Linked DNA regions of Zea mays: region 1 is linked to region 2. A link is a contact called in public Hi-C data. All regions are on one chromosome and are shown on one strand. The core of a region is the stretch at or near the end of the contact, and the rest is flanking DNA. Distances in the headings are between cores, read along the strand shown. Region 1 holds the start of LOC100383860. Region 2 holds the start of LOC103644366.

What was found. A called contact is a pair of places that touch in the nucleus more often than the background predicts.
Region 1: a Hi-C map of leaf shows a contact between it and region 2, with 3 times the contacts expected there. The contact joins the promoter of LOC100383860 here to the promoter of LOC103644366 in region 2.

What each region holds. Positions count from the first base shown.
Region 1 is chr1:1,000,797-1,005,611 of Zm-B73-REFERENCE-NAM-5.0, forward strand. LOC100383860 reads left to right here and starts at 2,110. Exons shown (of 19, transcript NM_001362173.1): 1 at 2,110-2,667; 2 at 2,780-2,899; 3 at 3,019-3,135; 4 at 3,240-3,377; 5 at 3,453-3,587; 6 at 3,696-3,875; 7 at 4,042-4,248; 8 at 4,335-4,454. The coding sequence starts at 2,608.
Region 2 is chr1:32,614-37,256 of Zm-B73-REFERENCE-NAM-5.0, forward strand. LOC103644366 reads left to right here and starts at 1,994. Exons shown (of 9, transcript XM_020544720.3): 1 at 1,994-2,705; 2 at 3,424-3,561; 3 at 3,646-3,891; 4 at 3,987-4,100; 5 at 4,209-4,391. The coding sequence starts at 2,016.

The DNA.
Region 1 (4,815 bases), core at 860-3,359, 970 kb after region 2:
TTACGGCGTCGGTTCCTTCGTCGGCGAGCTTCCCGCTGAGGAGGTTCTTCCCCAGGCACAGTTGGTTCGTCGTCGGAGATGGGGGACAATTACACTCCCCCCCCCGATGAAGAGGACATCGGGGTAGAATGGAGTTGTCCTGATGACAAGCTTCTTTCTGTTCTCCTTTGAGGGCGGAGGTACTAGAAGGGCAGCTTGACGGGCCTTCATCTCATTTGTTTCTTTTTTCCTTGTAATCCGTGTCCATTTCTCCGTGGACGAGGTGGACAACGGGATCCTCCGGGTGAATGAACTTTCTGCTCCTGGCTTGCACGAAACTGCTTGCCTGGCAGCTCGTGTGATCTCAGTCGGAACAAGCTCACGAGCTAGCTCGAGCCGGAGCCGAGCCGAGCTAGGATCGAGCCGTTTCACTTCCGAGTCGCACCGAGCGGAGCCTGGCTGGCTCGGATCGTCTCATTTCCAACCCTAGTTGCAATGTTCACTGTCCGGTGTGCACCGAACAGTCTGGTGCACCCGCAGACAGATAACCATAGCCTACTAAATGGAGCTCCAACGGCTCCTAGGTCTCTTGGGGCTATAAAAGGGACCCCTAGGCGCATGGAGCACAAAACCAAGCATCCTTTGAACATCCTAAGACATCGAGACAGTGTGATCACGCTAGAGCGTTGATAGATTGAGATTTGAGCAAGGGTTTGAGTTGTAATTCCGTCAGATTATTTCTTGTGCTCCTCTCTCGACTTGTGAGCGTGTGTTATTGTGATTTTTGTCTCTTGTGTGTGTTTCTACTCCACCTTACTCTTGAGTTTATTTGAGATCAAATTGTGTAAGGCGTGAGAGACTCCAAATTGTGAAGATTCCTCACAATGGGGTAAACTGAGATAAGAAAGAAAACCGTGGTATTTAAGTTGATATTTGGATCACTTGTGAGGGGTTGAGTGCAACCCTCGTCCATTGGGACGCCACAACGTGAAGTAGGCAAGCCTTTTACACTTGACCGAACCACGGGATAAAAATCATCGTGTCACCTATCTGTTTCACTTTACCACGATTCTATTCTTTCTAGCACGCCTCTTCACTTATAATATTGCTCTAAGTTTAACACCCATTATGTGAGAGCAATTAAGTGAAGAAGTTCTTTCTTCTCTCGCTTTTTATCCGAACTTAGTTTTGATTTTACTAATCCACTTTAGACCAGGTTTGTTTTTGTTGAGCTGTTTTTACAGGATTACATATTCACCCCCTCTAGGTACTCTCACAACCATGTTGGATCCAACGTATGTGGTAAGTAGAAGGCCAACACGCCAAAGTCTCCTACCAAATTTTATCGGTGGTACACTTCTGTACCCTCGACTCATTAATTATATTTAATACTCGAAGTGACATTCAAACATCCGAAGACTAAAATTTAGTTCGAGCAACCAAACATCCCTTAGGCCATTTCAAGCAACCTTACTTATCCAATCTTCTATTTCAAAGTTCACTATGTAAACAGTACAATACAATCTACAAGGCGACATTTTTTTCACGGTCATATGCACGATCTGCTTGCTAAAACCTTAGTATATTAATCACAAAAGTAATAATATATTTGAACTAGTTGGTCCTACAAGAGTATTGTCTAAAATTATCTTACAATTTAATAAAATATTGGAGAAGTGTATATATCTTTGTAATATGGTTAGAGAGCAAATTAGTTAAATTAATGATCAAAATGACTATTAAGGGCACATACAGACACAGTGTATGTACCAGTCGTATTTATTCAAGCCTTTTTTACGAAAACACCTCCGTTTGTTTCGTCGTCTGATGAAGCGATGAGCACGGGCTCGTGCTCACAACTAGCAGCACCACCAGAAGCCACGGTTGTCCAGGTCAATATTATAAGTGATATATAATGACAGTTTGTGTTATCCTTCACAAATTTTAAACTATGTAGACAATATAAATAGACAAACCACTATATAATATGTTTGTTTGTGTTGTCTATATACGTTTTCTAATATATATACAGACATCAATTGTTTGTGGGCTGTAAACACAGCAGTCAGCTAAGTGTGGCGGTGATGATTGCGATGACGATTATTAATCCATTGCCAGCCGGTTCGTTGACCGCCACGTCACCGTCGTCGTCTTCCTTGCGTCCGTCCGTCCGTCCTCTCCATCAATTGCAATTGGTTGGAAGGTTGGAGAGATTTGATTTGCTGGTTGTACTACTGTCGAACCCCAGCCCGTCCGTACCCTACGCATCTTCCTCTCCCATCCATCCACTCTTTGCTTCATCGATCCCCACTGCTGTGCTGTGCTGTGCTGCGTAGCTTATCCGAGGGGACAGGTGAGGGAGTCGAGGGGGACGGCGCATGAAAGAAAGAGACCGAGGGGGAGGCGGCGAGAGCGAGAAGGCACCGCCGACGGCGAGACCTAGGATGCAGACAAGGCCAAATCCACATCGATGGAGCCAAGCCCGATGGCCGTTGGTGTTGGCGGCCCAAAGAGGAGGTGGACGCGCAGTCGGAGGCGGAGGTGCGTATGCCCATCGTCGCCATCTAGCTGCGCCTCCTTATATGCCCCTCCGGCTCCGATTAGCTTACCTCCATCGATCTCCCCACCATGGACGCCAACGCCAATGCCCTCGGCATGGACGCTATCACCAACGAAACCGTCGACCTGGTTCGTTTCACTTCGCACAGCTCCGTTCCATTCCCACTCCTTTAATTTGCTTTTCAAAGTTCAAATTTACTACCGATGGCGATGATGGTACCAATGTCATTCGCCGTCACAGGAGCATGTCCCTGTGGAGGAGGTCTTCGAGCATCTCAAATGCACCCGCGACGGCCTAACCTCCGCCGCTGCCCAGGATAGGATCGACGCCTTTGGCTACAACAAGCTGGAAGAGAAGCAGGTGCCTAGCTGCTCTGCTAACATGACATGGCATCCGTCTAGCTAGTCAACCTTCTTTCGTTCACTTAGACTGACACCACCGCTGACCAACTAATCAGTAGTCACTAATTCACTATGCAGGAAAGCAAAGTGCTCAAGTTCCTGGGCTTCATGTGGAACCCCCTTTCCTGGGTCATGGAGGCAGCAGCCATAATGGCTATCGCCCTTGCTCATGGCGGCAGAGATGTTAGGGGAAAGGTAATCATCCATCCCACACACTCATTCACCAGACACAGACAATTCACAGTCCCTCTTTCCCCACTATGCATCCTAAGTAATCATCTATATCTATCTTCACGCAGCCAATGGGGATAGACTACCATGACTTTGTCGGAATTATGTTACTGCTCATTATCAATTCCACCATTAGCTTCATAGAGGAAAACAATGCCGGGAATGCTGCTGCTGCGCTTATGGCCCGCCTCGCACCAAAATCCAAGGTAAGCCCCACACCCTACTTACCACTCCTTTTTCTTCTCAATACTGCTTTTCATCATGTTACACTCATTTTCTAGGTTTTACGTGATGGAACCTGGAGTGAAATGGACGCATCTTTGTTGGTGCCCGGTGACATAATCAGCATTAAACTTGGAGACATCATTCCGGCAGATGCGCGTCTTCTCGAGGGAGATCCGCTGAAAATTGACCAGGTCTTTCTTGTGTCTCAATCATAGTGTTCTTGGTAGAGCGGAAAAAAAAATATTCTGATATGAAAATTACATGAGACACTAAAACACATAAGGGATTATACTTTGCAGTCTGCACTTACGGGAGAATCGCTACCTGTAACCAAACAACCTGGTGACGGGATCTACTCTGGTTCAACCTGTAAGCAAGGTGAAATAGAAGCAGTTGTTATTGCCACTGGAATCCATACTTTCTTCGGAAAAGCAGCTCATCTGGTTGAGTCAACCACTCATGTTGGCCACTTTCAGAAGGTTAGTCTTCAGCAACCAGTGTCTCTTTTCTTAGTCTCATCTTATTTCTACCATACCTCTTGAAAACTTATATTTCACCTGATCTACATGGTTCAGTTCTATTTTGCAATCTATTATTTTGTTGCTGAATCTGCGATCTTGGTTGCATTTAATGGATGTCTTTCAGGTTCTCACATCAATTGGAAACTTCTGCATTTGCTCAATTGCTGCTGGAATGACTATTGAGTTAATCGTGATGTACGCTATTCATGCAAGAGAATACCGTCAGATTGTTGATAACCTCCTAGTGCTTCTTATCGGAGGAATTCCAATTGCCATGCCCACGGTTCTCTCTGTCACTATGGCTATTGGATCACACAAACTAGCACAGCAGGTTCTGTCGGAATTCTCTGGTGGAAGAGTTTAACTAGGCAGCTATGTTCTTTGCTTTAGCCTTCCCCCCATTTTGGTGGTTTGCAGGGTGCCATTACCAAGAGGATGACTGCCATAGAAGAAATGGCTGGAATGGATGTCCTTTGCAGTGACAAAACAGGAACTCTGACACTCAACAAACTAAGCGTTGACAAGAATTTAATTGAGGTAAAACATATTATTCTTTTACCGTTGAAGGTAGCTGTAGTTATTTTTTATATAATGGTGACACATCAAGGAAAAAAACATGGATTTAAGGCTAACCTTCTGCACTAATGATTCTTTCTTGTTTTGCCCATGTATTTACATATCACCAGTTCCAAGCCTATTACTTCTCATTGTTTCATGCTTACCACCTGCATAGCTCTCATCTTCAAATATGCTCTTTTCATTCCCCCCACTTCTGTAGTGACTACTGAGTTAAGTACATAAAACATCTATTTTTTAAAAAGTACATAAAACATCTTCATGCAGAGCTCTGAAATGGCTCCTTTTACGCTGTGTGCAGTAAACCAATCCTGTCTTCTTT
Region 2 (4,643 bases), core at 744-3,243:
GTAGCCGCCGGTGATCTGCTGGAGTTCTGGAGCAGCCGCCGGTGACTGGAGGAAGCGAGCACATGTCGGGCGGTAGAGGAGGCGCAGACAGGGTTTAGATGCGGCTAGGGTATCGACAGAGGAGAGGCCAGACTGAACATTACTGTAGATGGGCCGAAAATAGCCCAATAGAAAAACCCTAGATGCTGGCGACCAGGAAGTACAAATCGGACGACTAATTGCCCTAATCGACTAGTCGGACAATTAGGACGACTAGACATCCAGATCGAGTCGTCCAGCTAATAGAGTATAAATAGGCGACCAGCCCGACTAATCGCGATTAGTCGGACGACTTGCAATCACTGGTTGGACCTCTGTTAAGTAGGGCCCTATACCCACGCACAGATGTAACTCGCTCCTCCCTTATGCTGAAAAAGAGATGTAGATCAGTATGGAAAGGGTTCGACTTTTAGAGACTTAACTTTATTAGTAGCTAGGAGCTAGCATATAGAAAGAACTCTCGCTTGAGTATGAACTCTCTTGTTCGGCTCACCAATAAACATCGCAAGAGACAGCTAGGGCCCTCCTCGCTCGCTAGATCAGACATCTGAGCGTGTAATTTCTTCCCACACTTGCATTTAAGTATTAACCATAGAAAAGATGCATGTAACTATATTCACGTGGTTCGAACCTCTCCACATCGTGCGTGAGCTTATAGCCATGTCGGTACCCTGATCCAACAGTCTCAAGCTATGTCCCTCTGTGTCTTTGGTTTCATCTCATATCTTAGTACGATGCTATCACTAAAAAGCTATGTATGTAACAGAACTAAAATATTTTATATAATTTAAAACTGATTGAGTATTACCTAAACCACGTTGTTGCAACGTTAGATCATGAACCAAAAAGGTACCATCAACATCGGTGCGATTATGGTTGGCAACTTCCACCCTTGCCGCAATAAGACTCTCTCCAACAGGACACCCTCTCGCTCCCCCTGTCCGCCGGAGGGGTACAGCCCGACCCCCTCACAGTCCAACGGTGCCCTGAGTTCGGCACCCTCTCTAGGAAGAGAGAGGCTGCTCCCTCTGTACATGGGGGAGTTCTAATCTCCCCTATTTCGGTAATCTATGTTTTAACTGTAAAATGAATTCCTTTTTAGTATAATTACCTGATAACAATATGTATTATGATACTACAAATATGGTAGTATTTTTTAGAACTCCAAAAACTGATGTAAAAAAGTCAAATAGCTCAGTTAAAGAGTAAATGGGAGCTGAATAGGGGGGAATGGTTGGAGTGGAGATGAAATATGGAGAATAATAGTTGAGGGGGAGGTATTTAAATATGAATAGAAAGTACGAATGGAGGGATTTGAGAGAGGAATGGTTGAAGAGAATCTAAACTATTTTGAACCTTCTCTAGGTGTTGCTTAAATTTATAATCTGCGTAGCACTTTAGAAACATGTTTGCAGTTGCGACATCGTCAAAATAACATTGATTGTCTAAAAATAAAGAAAATAACAGAGATAGTGTCTATGTCATGTGCACATAGACAAAGTTATTTTTGCAATGTTACACGTGTATCTTGACAATTATATCGACAACTTAATGGTACCGAGACATTTTGCCGTTTAACAATGGATCATGTGATTTAGTATATGTTTGGTTTTAGAGACAATTAAGGATTATTCTTACTTGCATAACTTGTCATTCGAGAGAGCACGTACTTGTTCCATGTTCAATTCGATGTTGAGAAGGCTCAAGGCTTGCCTAGTTTATCTATTTTGCTCGTCGAAATCTAATTATTCATCCGGTGATTAATTTGTCCTTATACCTTTACAACAAAAATTCACTATCATCAACCTGTGCAAAGGAAATTGGAGGGAAAAATACATGTCATAGAATAAATATTTTCAGACAATTATTAGCACAAAAAATAACAAAGTTCGGTTTAATTTGCCCAATTTGTTGAGGTGAACTTCAGTAACAAAAGCAATCCCTACATTTTCTGGGAGAAGTTTTCTCACGCCAATATGCCATGGATAATGCACGCGGGAACGGAACAAAGACACGCGGCGTGCGGGGCCTCGCTCCTCTGGTCTTCCCTCCAGCCCTCGACGGTGGTCATGGCCGCCGCCGCCGCCACTTTCGGCTTCCTCCATCCTCCAATCCGGAAACCTGCAGTCCCACCACTGTACATTCTCCGGCTTCCCACCAAACCCCACTCCAAAACGCACCCTCGTTCTCCCCCCCTCCTCTTCCTCCTCCTGGGCCGCCGCCGGGGAGGCCCCATCGCCGCCTTCCCCAACACCACATCTTCATCCACGAATGCCCCTGCCTCGCCCACCTACGACGTCCGGGAGGCAGAGGCCGCCGTCGCGGATCTCCTCCGCGAGGGCGGCGCCTCCGCGGACGACGCCGCCTCCATCGCCGCGCGCGCGCCGGCCTACGCCGCTATGCTCGCCGATGGCGTCCGCGAGCTGGACGAGCTTGGCCTCTGGGCGTCGTGGAGCTCCGGTGCCAGGGCCCGGCTGGGCCTCAGCGGGGTCGTCGAGATGGAGATGGGGAGGCTCGGTTTTAGGAGGAAGGTGTATCTCATGGGACGGAGCAAGCCTGACCACGGCGTGGTGCCGCTCCTCGAGAGCTTGGGAATGCGTCTCTCCTCGGCCAAACTCATCGCGCCTTACGTCGCGGCTGCGGGCCTTACTGTGCTGATTGATAGGGTCAGAGATGCTCAATTTACTTGCATTCCATGCGTAGATCGAAAATATACTTTACATTTGTGTGCCCTACAAGGGAGTGCCAGTATTTATTTTCTTAATTGTGTCATTGGTTCCTCTGCTGAAATTCAAACTTCAATTGTAGTCGTTGTTGCCCATAACCTCTTATAGTCTTATGGCTTGTATTTGGTTGAATCTGAGTAAAGTTTGATCATCCTAGTATTAAACAGAGAACACTTAAATCCTTAGTTTTTTTTCAACAAATATTGTACTCAGCTGCAGTTGTGCGGGGTGGGGAGGGGGAGCTATGAAAAGCTTCCTCTATTTTGCAAATTTTTTAACCAAGATCAAGTGGTTTCTTAAGAAATTTCAAGGTTGACAAGGAGCCATGGCTTCTGTTGGCCTGGTTTAAGCCTTGCCTCTGTTCAGCTACACGTTTCTGTTCCTAAGAAACAAAGCACTCAAGCATGTGTCATGAGTCTCTTCTATTCTCAATAGTACTTCAGTTTCAATACCATGGCACAAAACTAACTAAAGGAATCATTCTGATAGATAACACTATAAATTTAGAACACATGCAGTTTTTTAACACCAGTCTATGGAGACATTATGATAGTGGTCAATATGTTTCTTCAACAGTTGCAGCTGTGCTTGGCACTATAATATGTTCATTATATCACAACACTCTTTTCTTATGGAGTCGTGGTTTATTCACATATAGGTTAAGTTTTTGAAGGAAATGTTATTTTCAAGCAGTGATTATGCAATACTAATTGGAAGGAATGCTAAGCGGATGATGACATACTTATCAATACCTGCAGATGATGCACTCCAAAGTACTTTATCTTTTTTTGAAAAAGTAAGTTCACAGTCCCAATTAGTGTTTCGCATGCCACTTCATTGCACTGTGTAGCAGCAAAAATAAAGATTTTTTCGCTTGCAGATGGAGGCTAGGTATGGTGGTGTTAGCATGTTGGGACATGGAGATGTGTCATTTCCTTACCTCATTGAATCATTTCCGATGCTTCTTCTCTGCTCAGAAGATAATCATCTCAAGCCGTTAGTTGATTTTCTCGAGCACATTGGAATTCCAAAGCCAAAGATTGCATCAGTTCTGCTGCTATTTCCTCCTATCATTCTTTCTGATGTTGAAAATGATATTAAGCCTAGGATTCGTGAATGGGAGAAGGTATTTTTGTTCATGGTAGTCATTGGAACCTGCTAGATTGTACACTTGACAATAACATATATTAATATTAGTGACCCCATTTTTAAATTTCCTAGGCTGGCATTGAACAAGACTATGTTAGTAGGATGTTGTTGAAGTATCCATGGATTCTTTCAACGAGTGTGATAGAGAACTACAGTCAAATGCTGTTGTTTTTCAACCAAAAAAGGGTAAGTAAAAAAGAATACTTACTATGCTGTGCCTCAAGTTCATGTTAATTTGTTTGCCGTGTCTTGCCTTCCTTTTGCTGTTGGGAGTATTCAACTTTTTCCTTTCAGATTTCCAGTACAGTCCTCGCTATTGCTGTGAAAAGTTGGCCTCATATTCTTGGCTCCTCTTCAAAAAGAATGAATTCAGTTTTGGAGCTGTTTCATGTTCTGGGCATCAGTAAAAAAATGGTGGTTCCAGTCATTACATCAAGTCCACAGTTATTACTGAGAAAACCTGATCAGTTTATGCAGGTGTGTAACGATTATTGAGGTTGCATTTATATATTTAAACTTCATTGGTAATGGATATAAACTATTTTTGGCTGCATATAAGTTTCGAAGCAAATTGGAACCAGAGTTCAGCAAAGGGATTGTTTTGTGTACTTAATATCACGTCTTCCATTAAATTGACATGGATTATGACTCTTACAAAAGTACATTGTGTTTTACAGATTCACATATTTTTCCAATCAGAATGTGGTGCTTAACATCAATGTTTTTATC